Linked DNA regions of Mus musculus: region 2 is linked to region 1. A link is a contact called in public Hi-C data. All regions are on one chromosome and are shown on one strand. Each heading gives the region's core, a stretch centred on a gene start, on an enhancer-like site or on the middle of the called end of the contact. The rest is flanking DNA. Distances are from core to core; before and after follow the strand shown. Region 1 has its middle 22 kb from the start of Neu3. Region 2 holds the start of Chrdl2 (chordin-like 2).

Region 1 (6,518 bases), core at 1,311-3,810:
CATGAGCATGTATGTGAAGAGCCTGGCCATGCAGTGACCACTGACTGCAGCTCCAGGTCTGGCCACTGCATATCTTACTGTGTTTTCAAAAGACTGAATTACTGTCAAACTGGCTGAAGAGTCCCGGTGTTCCAGTAAGAAGGTGATGCCTTTAAGTTCACTGCTGATGTTAAAGCATGCATGCCAGTGAGCTGTTTAGCTGCTGCTGGGCTTCACCAACTAATTCAGTAGGACTCCTTAAATTCTCTCAGCGAGTCTGTGTGCTCTCTGAAATTCACTTTAGGAAAGGCTTCGAGTAAGCTTAGCAATTTTCATAATACTGAGATGTTCCCAAGGACAAAAGTAACGTCCAGAGAATACTAGTTTACCTTTTCAGTAGTTTTATAATAATTGTTTACATAATCATTTAAAGCAAGAAATCTGATGTCTTCTATTTTTGCATTTTTATTACATTGGTCCGTGTTGGACCTGTTGTCTTGAGAGGAATACTCAAAACTCTACAAGCCTTGGCGGTCCCATTTGTTTACCTCATCTGAGATTTTTATCAGGACTTAGTAAACATTTAACTAATAGCAAAGTTTTGTAAGCTACCTTAGACATAAATACCCAACTTTACCCATCAGTAAAGTTGATCCTTGGAATGTTCCAAGCATTGTAAATAGTTTATTCAACATGGTTACTCCAATTATAAGCCACTGTTATAACAAAATGGGGCACAAACCCCCCACAGCCTGAGCATATGCTTAACCCACCTCCTCAAGGCAGCGAGAGGGAGGGGTGGGGGGGTAGATCGGATTGACCAGGGAGTCCTCAGAAGAGCTTAGCAGTGTGGAGAGCAGGGCAGGAGTCACCGTTATCCTACCACTGTCTTCACTGTCCTCAGCATGGGCAACATTTGATGGCGGAGTGTGGACAATGAGGTAATGAAGGGACAAGGCAGGGCCCCTGACAGGGCACTCCCAGGTGTCTGTGGCAGTGTGTGTCACATGACACTTCCTCTCAGAATCGCAGGCTAGTGGAGTTGCTTTCCAACCTCTAAGAGCCTACTTAAAAAACAAAACAAAACCCAAAACAATTATTTATTTTATTTACTTTTATTTTGTGCTTCTCCCTTAAGGGATTCCATGATCTCACTTCTGATTCTCTTTCCAGTTGTTAACAAAACCTATCTTTAGGGTGACTCTGGGTCTTGGATTGTAGGTTGAGGATGGAGAGATGGCTCTCCAGTTTATTCAATATGTAGTGTGTGGAAGTCTGTGTGAGGGTATCTGATTAGAGACAGTTGTGAGATGCCATGTGGGTACTTGGAATTGAACCTGGGTCTTCTTGAAGATCAGCCAGGGCTCTTAACCTTAGAGTCAACTCTCCAGCTCCAGAACCTGCCATCCAAGACCCACAGTCATCCTAAAGATAGGTGTTATTGTCAACTGGAAAGAGAATAAGAACTGAGGACATGGACCCCTTTAGGGAGAAACATAGACGTGGGTAGCAGGAGAGGCAGTGCCGTGCCAGCCAAGCAGCCTGCAGGCACCAGGCAGCTCTAGGAGCCACAGAGTGGACGGAAATCTTGTTTTATGCAACACTGCCTCTGCCATTCTTCATTGCTGGCTCAGTCTCTGGAGCTGTATGTAGGAGCCATACAGAGGAAACAACACTGAGAGAGAATTCAGCTGTGTGAGAATACAGAAAACAAGCCTCACCAGGCCTCATGAAACCTTCACCAGATATCCAAGCTACTGGCACTTTAATCTTGAACTTCCCCATCTCAAGAACAGAACAGTGACCCAGGAATTATTGTTGCATATGAACTTTTCAGTCCAAGGCACTGTAATAAAATCACAGCAGGCTGAACTAAGAGGTAAATTAACTGATTATTATGTTTTGTATAAGTTAGTGCTGGAGATTAATACAGCATCAGTAGTTAGTCCTTAGCCAGCTGTTTCCCAAATAATCACACAAAGACCTTTTAATATTTCAAAGCTTAGGCCTAGCTGGGCAGACTCTTAACTAGCTCATATAAGTTAACCCAACCACTTAGTCCCATCCAGGCCCATAGTCACATCTGTCCCCTCCTATGTCTCCTAGTGAAAAGGCTGTCCTCCTCCTTCCCAGAGTTCCTTTCTCCCTCTCAGGAAGTCCCACCTTCCACTTCCTGCCCAGCTAATTGACCATCAGATTTTTGTTAAAGTCAGAGTATACCTAAGGTGAGGAAAGACAGAGATACAATTTCACACAGTGTACCCCAACATACCCCCTTTTTAGTCCAATAAAGGCTTTTTTGTTTGTTTGTTTTTCAAGACAGTGTTTCTCTGTGTAGCCCTGGCTGTCCTGGAACTCACTCTGTAGACCAGTCTGGACTCAAACTCAGAAATCCGCCTGCCTCTGCCTCCCAAGTGCTGGGATTAAAGGCGTGCGCCACCACCACCCGGCCAATAAAGGCTTTTTATCTCATAAAAAACAATATGCAATAAAAATGACAAGAACTATCAGGTAATGAAGAATAAAGTTACTGAACTCTTCCTCACCTCAGAGCTCGACCCCTTCCCATCTAGAAACTGTTCCCGGAACACTACTGAACTCTTCACCCCAGAATGCATTCCTGAACTTCTCACCCTAGAGTTCGAACCCTCCCAACTAAAAACTGTTCCAAGAACATTTTTGAGATAAGGGCCTCCTGGAACAACCTCAAAATGAACTGGGTACATTGCCAAATGATAGGACATGACCCCTTAGTTACGTAGATTCCCTTGGCAAAACCCCTTGCCCCTTGGCAGAACCCCTTAGTGATGTAAACTTGTACTTTCCCTGCCCAGCTCTCCCCCCTTGAGTTTTCCTATATAAGCCTGTGAAAAATTCTGGCTGGTCGTCGATTCTCCTCTACACCATACTAGGTGCATGAGTTTCGACCCCAGAGCTCTGGTTTATGTTCCATGTGCTTGCTTTCTTGCTGTTGCTCTATTAAATCTTGCCTTCTACATTTTGAGTACGGTCTCAGTGTCTTCTTGGGTCCGCGGCTGTCCCGGGGCTTGAGTGCTTGAGTGGGGGTCTCCCTTCGGGGGTCCTTCAGTAAGAATACATTCACAATGTTCAGTCCATTTTACTTGGCAATCTTTGAAGAGAGAACTCTAGTATTTATCCTATCTTGATGTGCTCAGTTCTAACTCCGTTTCCATTCTAATTTGCATTACCAACCTAAAACATCTGTTTATATTTTCCTACAACTTTCATAAGGCATCCCCTGGACCTTCCAGCCTTCATTTACCATCCTTAAAACATCTCCTTAGACCCGAAAACATTTTCTTAGATCCTTCACAACTTAAACTTACAGCAAGACTATGATTATCTAGTTTTCATCCCCAACAGAGACTTGTAAGGAAAGAAATATCTGCGTATGCAGAAGCAGACAGACGTTTCGCTAATAGTTTGCAATAGCAGCTGTAAAAGGGCTGGAACTAAACCTGGAATATTCAAATGAGCTGCAAGGCACATCTGTATAAGAGTTGACACATACATGTGTTATATTGTCACAAAATTAACTTTAAATTTTGTATCAATATACAAAGATTCATACCTATGAAAACCTGAAATCTATATAAATATGCAACATGTTGTGCCAGTGTAACAAAAATAACCTATCTGAGAATATCAATAGCTCTGAAGTTGAAGAGTAGATTCAATAATCTACCCTTTTAGTCTATTATTTCTATATGATAATTCTATATTCCCCCTTACTTCTCAACACCCTTCCCTTTATCTAAGAAAGATAAAAGATAAGAAGGAGAGAGAAGAGGAAAGGAAAGATGTAACTCCCTGGGTTGAAGCGCCCTATTTTGCTTCCTCCCTGTCCAAGATCATAATTATTTGTAATCACCCCCCCCCCAAGTGACATACAAGCTTTTACAAGTAATACCCAGTTCTGTATCAATATATGTAAGGAATGTGCAAGGTTTACAAGTCTGTTAACAATTATCTTCTTTTTGTTTGAGCATGTGAAAAACATCTCTGTGTTTTTAGTATGATTACATAACCAAACTGTAATAAAAGTCTCCATTCATGTCATCCGAAAGGATGATGTGTAATAATAATTTATGTTGGCCATGTGAGCTGAAGTTCTAGCTGGAGACATATATGTCCCAGCCAATTTCAGAGTTGTTTCAATAGAGGGTTTTGCATTATACATTACCGGGTTGTTTGGTCCTTGTAATTTTTTCCTTTCTTGCTGCAGCCAAGATCTATGGGAGATTTCCCTCTATAAAATCTGATTCTTACTATTTTGCATGGAATCCAAAGCCCCTTTTCCTTTTCTGTTGACACAAATAAAGAGCCCCTCTCCCCACATGACATATTTTTTTTTGTCTCACAGTTTGAAGTCATTATCAATATAGACTGATCCAATCAGTCAACTCCATTTTGACCTCTCTCAAAGAGGAAGTACAATGTCACTATCACCGTTGGCAATATAACCATTTTCATATTACTAAATCAGAACAAGACTGTGTGGAGTCCAAATATCCTCCTCTACAATGGCATATGTTTATTATTATTTATAGAGACAGGGTTTCTCTGTGTAGTTGGGCTGTCCTGGATTTGCTTTGTAGACCAGGCTGGCCTTGAACTCACAAAGGAACCTACCTGTCTCTGTCTTTGTCTCCCAAGTACTGGGATCAAAGGCATGAGTTTATTTAGTACCTATGTACCCTTGAAAACATTTATGTCAATTTTTAATCTCCCTTTCCTTTCTCTGGAGATTACTTTTTATGTAGATATATCTGTATATTTTTTTCATTTAATTTAACATTATTCCCTGTGTTCAATTTTATTTAAACGCCTTTCCATCTTAATGTCCAGGCATGCCCTCAAGCATATTGTACTTGCTCAGAGGTCTTGGCCTGGGTTATGCATTTCATGCTAGGCTGAGTTCCACTAGTTCTCCTGTGGGAGTCAAGTCCGATATTCCAAGGAGACAGACTGGTTGCTCAGAGTGGCATGGAATTTTACCTCATGTTTGCTCTCATGAGCATAGCTTTTCTTTAGCTGTTGTATAAAAGCAAAGCAACTCTGCTTCCACCCCAGTTCTGGGTCCTTACAGTGACTAGTAGAATATATCTCCCCTAGAGCAAAATGCTTTTGGCAACAGAAAAAGCATAATCTTTCTCGTTGAAATTATAAACATACCTGATGTGGATAAATATAACATACATATATTTACATAAACAAGAATTTACACAGTACCTTTAAGGAAAAAATGTGACATTTTGGATTTTAGACTAACCCTAACCCCAATCTTGTCAGCAGGGGGTCCCACCCAGACTTCACTGTGTAGACCTCACTGGTCTAGAGTTTACAGAGACCTGCCCGTCTCTGTCTCCTGTGTGCTGGGATTAAAAGCATGTGCCATCATTGGCCTGGTCAAATATTTCACCTCAATTTGAAATCACTGTAACTCTTTAATTTAGAAAACAACAATTTTTGAACTGTAGTGACATTCTGAATCTACTTAAGATCTTTACAAATTTCCCGTGTTTTAGTAATGCCAAACAAACAAACAAACAAACAAACAAAAATCCTCTCTATTTTCCACTAGTAGGGAAAAACAAAAACATTCAAACAAAAGCCAAGCAAAGAAACAAGGAAACTCTAAGTTTTGGGGTCAGATGTGTTATCTCATGTGGTAGCATCGAAGTCTTGTCTGTTGGGCCTTGGAATCTAGGTGCTCTGGCACTGTGTTGGCCCGCCCTTAGCAGAAAGAGCTGACTAACATCTCACAACCAGGGAGCTCTGAGCTCCAGCCGCCATCCATTCCCTTTTCCCTATTGGGGAGCCCTTTTCCTACTCTATCTCTATTGCTTGTAATTTAGCATCCCATCTCTCAGTTCTCCCCTTTCCTAAGTCTGTTTTATTCTAAACTTCCTTAGAGAGGGCACAGAAGACTGCAAACATATTGTAACTAGCTCCATGATGACAACTAAGACGAAACTACGGGATCCAAGAGCCTTCTGCTGTCGTGACTTCTGTTTTCTAACGTGGAAAAGTTTTCCCTTTAATAGTTTAAATAGTTTCCCTTTAATTTCTGACTTTCTCCTTAAGGATTTCAATTTTCCAGTTTTAAACTTAATACCAGTTTAAACTTAATACCTTACCAGTTCAGATGCTCAAGGCTTTATCTTTTGTACCTCGAATTGTCAGCCCCGCCGTAGCCAGTTCAGATAGCTGGGTGGGGAGGATGGTGTGGGTGGGGAGGGTGGGGTGGGTGGGGAGGGTGGGATGGATGGGGAGGGTGGAGGGAGGGGGGAGGGTGCGAGGGTGGGTGTGGCCCTGGTTCCACTTTAGGACTGCCCTGACCAGGCTTTTCCAATCCTCGGAACGTCTCTGCTGCTTCAGGCCACAGCGTCTCTAGCATGCTTTTAACTGTGCTGTGCTTGGGAAAAGTCGCAGGAATTGTGTCCTCAGCCTTTGGTTAGCTTTCTTCCTTTTTTAAATACACCGAAACTTTGGTCAGGCTAACTTTACCCCGGTCA
Region 2 (6,097 bases), core at 3,192-5,691, 200 kb before region 1:
CCCAGTGTGGGCAAGGTCAAAGGCGGAGAGGATGCCTAAAGACTCTTCCAATAGCAATCATGAAAGACAACCAGTAGCAGCTTCGAGGGAGGCTGGAGAAGGCCATGGACACATACCCGGAGGTGCAGGGAGAGGACAGTGAGGTCTGGAATCGGAGCAAGAGCTCAGCAAAGCTGAGTGAGCTGGACTGCCCAGGAATGCGGGCGTTCAGATCCCACTTCCCCCATACAGCCGTCCTTTGTTTACACAGGCAGATTCACTTCCCTCGGCAGTAGCTTTTCCCTGGGCTCTTGCTTTCCTTGAGGGTTGCCTCTTAATGATACAAGAAAGGCCTCAGTGGCTAAACTGTGTGAAAGGGATACACTTCTTTGAATATATCTCTCTTCATCTGGACAGACAGACACTGAGGAGCACAGATGGACTTCCAAGGACAAAATCACTGAGCCAGGAAGGGCATCTCTATTACCTATCAAAGAGAAGTGTCTGCATTCTATTTTGCTTGACTATACACACTTAGAGCCATAGATTCCTAGAAAGTTATGAACTCAGACCATATCCAGTCCCTTTACTCTAGAAAAAGAGAGCCCCAGCGAGGGAGGAATCAGGACCTGTCAGAGATCCCTGCTCTGTCCCCGCATAGACTCCACAACTCATAGCTCTGGAGAGGACGCTGACAGGGGTGCCCAACCAAGTGACAGGGCCAGAAGAAATCGGCTTCGACTTACGAGCAAACAAACTTGGCTGAGACACAATGAAGAACTCCTGAATACAAGAATGCGCAACAGGTTCGGGTCCTACCCAGAGTGGTGTCTGATCTTTGTGCCGCATCTCCGAGGGACATCTCGCTCACATCAGTCCTCCTCTTTGGGAGTTCAAGATATTCTAGGTCCTTTCTCTGAGCCGGCGCCATAGCCGGCGGCTGAGGGAACCTGAGAGGCCAGCCCTGAACAGGTGCAACAGCTGGAGCAACGGCGCAGCTGTCTTGGGGCTTGCAGCTTGGAGCCAGTGAGTGAGGCAGAGACCTCTACTGGTGGGAGCAGGGAGGTGCAGAAGCTCGTGCCTAGAGACCCAGCCACAGGACCTTGCCCAAGGCTGAACTTCAAGCCTTTCTTTACCGGCTCTCTGCTTAGTTTAGCACATCTGGACAGATGAATAGAGATGTGACTAAGCTGGACAGCAGAACAGGATTCTATATTGGTAAGCATCTCATGACACATATTTCCCCACACCTGCCCCACCCCAGGCACTTTTTCATAGGTACTGTTCATCTATTCCTCCCCACAGGGCAGAATTCTTACACTCTCCCAACGCCCACTCCCAAAGTCACATGGACTCAGGTTGAAGGCAAGGATGTCTTGATCTCAGAGACAGTCAGTGCTACCATGGTCCCCAAACATCACCTGTTTAAGGACAAGCATCATACCTTATAGGTGGCAAACAGAGGCCTGGGAACCTTACATTTGGAATCAGAGGAAGATGAAGCGCTGGGACCCTGATGCTCCAATGGTGCCTGTGCCTTTGGAACCACACCATCCTGTAGGAACTACGTTCTTGTTCAGGCCTGCTACTGGGCTCTGAGATTCTACCACCTGAGAACTGAAGCTCCAGTTCCCATAACACACACACCCTTGAGGGTTGATGTCTGACTTAGAGACTGACCCTTTCTTGGAAGTAACATTAGATAAGAGAAGAGACTCATGAAGCTTGTTAGGCAGTTTGTAAGGACACGGTGCAGAGAGGAGCAAGTACCAGAGAAGGTCCTGGAGATGAGTTGGGAATGTGGCCACTTCTGGGTCACAGAGGGGATGCATGACCAGGGTGGAACCACACAGATGTGACTCCACCTGGAACTGGGATCAGCACCAGTCAGAAATGAGGCCAGAGCCTCCAGCCTCAGGTGGAACTGGGGATCAGTCAGTGGTGAGTGTCAGACAGTTAGGGCTCAGTGTGGCTTAGCTTGGACTCAGTATGGATCTGCAGGTGGAAGTAGAGCCAGAGAGAATAAATAACCTTTGCCGACCGAGCATCCTTGGACTTCAGGTAAGGAGTATGCCAAAACCCCGGCTCACTTGCCCTAGACATACTTAACGGTGTGGCTGGCTTGGACCTAAGAACACCCATCTGTTGGCACCATTTGTAAAAGCACTTTGGATGTCACCAGGGGACTTCTTACACACCACAGGCTTGAGATCTCTCTTACCCTAAGACAAGAGCTTTCATGCAAGACCTTAAAATAGGATACCAGCAGGAGACTTGCAAAATTCTTAGACCTACAGCACCAATCATCATTAGGTTCAGAGATACGGGATGTGTCCCAATTCCCACGGCCAACAAATGACGGGACCTGGGTTAGGATCTAGGTCTCTGTTCCTTCCTTTGTGGCCTTGTAGCAGACCCTCCTTCAGATGAACTGTGAAAGGAGATAATCCGATAGTAGACACAGAAGAGAAAGCTCTTTCAGCCATGACACCACCAGGATCTTAATGCTCCTCCCAGAATGCCAGGCCACCTCGCTTTAGTGATAGTCATTTTCTTGAGTGTCTGGGGTTCTGTATTTATGGGGGAGGTAGCCAACTGAAGAACCTAGTGACAGAAACAGACAGGAAGGCTCTTGGAGGCACAGAGGAGGGGAGGTCAGAAAGGGAGCTGGTCACCAGGTAGAATTTTCTGGAAGAGGTGTCTGAATTGTTGAAGGTGGTCATGGTGGGCAGACGGGGGCTTTGAGTACTTCTGAGCCATCATCAGAGTGGTTCACCCAGGGCAATGGTATTGGAAAGGAAGCTGCAGGGCCAGGGTCAAGTCCAGGGCAGGCATGGCAGTCCTCTGAGACTAAGTCTCCTTCAGTGGACAGCAGGCAGGCTAGGAGGAAACTCTCAGGGCTTAAGGAAGGAGGGGGTATTTACTGAATATTTGACAGTATGCATCTGAAAGCATCACTCCCTTTAGTCCTCCCCCACATCCTTAGACCTTGGTTAGTAGCTCTTGTTTGCCGATGAAGAAACTGAAGTTCACAGAAGTTTGAAAAATGACTCAGGTGTAAGAGGCAGTCAGGAATTGAAGCCAAGTCTGAGCTCTCTGTGTTGTCTTATGAGACATGAGGGTGTCCATAATTCTCATGCCACTGACAGGCTAGGGGACGTCAGACAGACATGCAACATTTCCATTCCCAGAAGCAGGACAGAATCTAGCCTCACTAGCTCCACAAAGCCAGTAGCCAGTCAGAAGCAGAGCTGGCAGGTGGAGCCAAGCCTGGAAAAGGTTGTCAGCTAGGGGGTGGGGACCTGGGTCTTCAAGTTTGGTGGCCTGGAGCAAACTACTGTCCTTGTTGGGCTCTGTTTCTTTATTGGGGAGGTTCAGAAGGAGTCACCAGCATAAGGAGGGGCAGTTAGGAAACAGAGGCTGTGGTCCTGCATAACCTACTGTTTGAAGTGGAAACTCTGGGGGCTTAGGCAGCTGATACACTTTGATGAGGCCACCTTGTAGCATCTCTATACAAGCTGCTCTGCCTGCTCCCTGTCATTTAATACATTTAACGGCTTTAAGAGGCTCCTATTTTATAGATTAGAAAAGAGATGGTGAGGTGCCCTCCGTGTCTGACCCATCAGCTGGCACACAGTGAGGCTGGGAAGATGAAGAACCTCATCTTTTTTCACCACGCCCCGATGCCTTCCAGTCTCACAGCCCCACATCGGGGTGTCTCCCAGACGCTGTAAAGGCAGGATTTGGAATTAGACTCTTGGCTTTGGATAGCTTACCAGCTTCGGAAACTTTCTTCTCTTTGCCCTGCCGATTTTACTCATCAATTAAATGTAATGATGACACCTCATGGAGTGTTGTGAGTATCAAAAGCGATAATGGACTCCACTTTGTTCATCTTTCAGCCCAGGAGCTCATCAGCCTTTCCGTCTTTCACACTCAACACATCAGGCTGCTGGGAGTAAAGTCCCTTCCCACAATGCACACTGCTCTTCCCCCAGCAGCACCCCAGAAAGAAACTCTGCCAAACTTTTCTCCCCCCAAGACTCACCAGCCCACACTGGTCATGGAGCAACATCTACCCCTGCTATGCAGGTGCTGCCTGGATAAATGCAAGCGTTAAGGGGTCCCCAGGTCCTAACTAACATCTTCCAGCAAAGTACATCCCACTGGTTCGCATCCCTCCCCTGCCTGCCCAGACTTTGCCTGGTTTCTACTTACGGGATAGTGCTTGCGAGTCCAACGGGAGCCAGAACATCACGAGTCCCAGCAAAGAGGGGATGATCCTCACCCCGGGAACCATCCTTCCTTGTCCCAAGGTCAGACAACCCCGGGATGAGCCGGGAGAAAGTGAGATAAGGACACAAGTAAGTCCTCAGAGGACCAAGTAGGACCGCTGCTTGAGGAGTCGGAAAAGCAAAGATGAAGAGGAGCCAAGGACAGGAGAGGTCTAAGGTGAGGATGAGAGGACGGTGGGGAGGGGACGAGGAGAAGAGAGAGAGAGAGAGAGAGAGAGAGAGAGAGAGAGAGAGAGAGAGAGAGAGAGAGAGAGAGAGAGAGAGAGAAATTAGTTGGGGAAATGAAGAAAAAGGCTATGGCAGAGAGGGAGAAGGTGCTAGCTAGAGAACCGGGATCTGCGGGGTGCGGTCACCGGGGTGCAGTGTCCCTGTGGCGCTGGCTGGCGGCGGCGCGGCGGCGCGGGGTCCGGCGCGGGTCTGGGGCGCGGTGGGGCGACAAGACCCTCGGTGGCGGCGCGGGGGAGGTTGAGCGCTGCCGCTGTGCACGCCTCGGGCGCCAGACGCCGCGCTCGGGCGCATTTGTACTTTGCCGCGGGAAGCCTGCAGCCCTGGGCCGCCCTAATGCTGGCGCCTCCTCTGAGGCACCGCGAGCTCGTGGATTGGCCACGAGAAACAAGCCCATTTCTCCCCCTCCCCTTTAGTGCAGGGCTGGGAACCTTCGCTCCAGGCAAGGCGCCGAGTGGAGACGAGGGGGCTGGGGAGGGGGAAGGGGGCCACAGACGCCCCGGGTTTTAACCCCTGGCTCCCCGCGGTACGCAGCCTGCAAGGGGAACCAACCCAGTTAGATTTCAGATGAAACTGAGTGGGGAAGGTCATAGTACGGGTCTGGGAATCTCAGGATTGGGTATTTGGTGGGGGAGTGCAGAGACACTTGCCATTTTGAACACAGTCTGTGTGCTTGCACATAGCGCCTAGGAGAAAGGTTTTCTCTCCAGCACTAAGATAATGATTTGAGTTACTTTAAAAGTCTTCAATATCGTCCTGCAAATGTCGCAAAGGATTAAATAAGATTTGGAACATCAAAGCACTTCAACTTTGGAGGAAAGCCATTTCAGGTACCTGGAATCTCCCATTGGCAGGTGGTGGTCCTAGGCATCATCCCCAGATGAGAGGTAGCTTTGCTATGGAGTCACTGCTGCTACCACTTACCAAGCAGCCCAGGATGAACTCTTTCTACAGGCGAGGCCCCACTGCTCTGCATGCGCCAGTGACAGCCAGGGTCAGAGCTTTGTCCTTTCACCAGAAGGTGAGCACGCTGATCCAGAACCCCAGCAGCCTGGGCAGGCTGTTGCTCCAGACCTCATGTTAGGTGAGCTCCTGAACTAATAGGACCCTAAGAAAAGAACAAGCTCTGTCCACCCCAGAGCACACAGGCTCTGCAATGAGAGGGCAGACTCAAGGTGCTGGCGCCATCCACAGCTTGCTGGGCCACTGTGGGCAAACACAGTCGTCCTGGCTTTGGACCTTGATTCCTGAGCATCTCTTACACAGCTACCAGTGTCTCAGACCAGGACAGGTGTAAGGATGGAGAAGTGGCAGGCCACACCCCATTCCAGGTTATCTGACTGGCAGGGTTAAGGCTGCACTCCTCACGCCAAGTGAGCAGTGGGAGGAACCAGTGACCAAGAAAGCCCCTACTCAGGGCTCTCAGAGTGAAGACAAACATGAGCTCCTTCCAGTCCTCCTCTGACTTAGGTTCTCCTTGTCAAAGCTCTCCTCCACTCCACCCTCCTGGATACAGTGTTTGCTAAGAAGTAATCTCCCCCCCCCCCCCCGTCTCTGCTAATGTGTGCTCTGTACCTGTCTTGATGTCTAAGGTTGCC

Evidence for each region. Hi-C and Micro-C count contacts between places; a contact is called where the count stands out from the background.
Region 2: a contact with region 1 is called in a Hi-C map of liver, with 3 times the contacts expected there. The contact joins the promoter of Chrdl2 here to the enhancer-like site in region 1. A contact is called at or near these places in 3 of 39 promoter capture datasets (the C10 cell line, embryonic stem cells and trophoblast stem cells), 6 of 484 Hi-C or Micro-C datasets (the Ba/F3 cell line, embryonic stem cells, large pre-B cells and 3 more) and 4 of 9 other capture datasets (adipose tissue, liver, macrophages and 1 more).

What each region holds. Positions count from the first base shown.
Region 1 is chr7:99,803,458-99,809,975 of GRCm38.p6, reverse strand. No RefSeq gene overlaps it. Among named protein-coding and RNA genes, the nearest start is that of Neu3, 22 kb to the left of the region's middle. Within about 2 kb of position 2,560, at least 5 of the 459 cell types and tissues checked have an H3K27ac peak or open chromatin away from gene starts, as enhancers often do. A contact at or near this core is called in liver, where this site is marked.
Region 2 is chr7:100,004,748-100,010,844 of GRCm38.p6, reverse strand. It overlaps Chrdl2 (chordin-like 2), which reads right to left and starts at 4,441. Exons shown (of 11, transcript NM_133709.3): 1 at 4,198-4,441. The coding sequence starts at 4,279.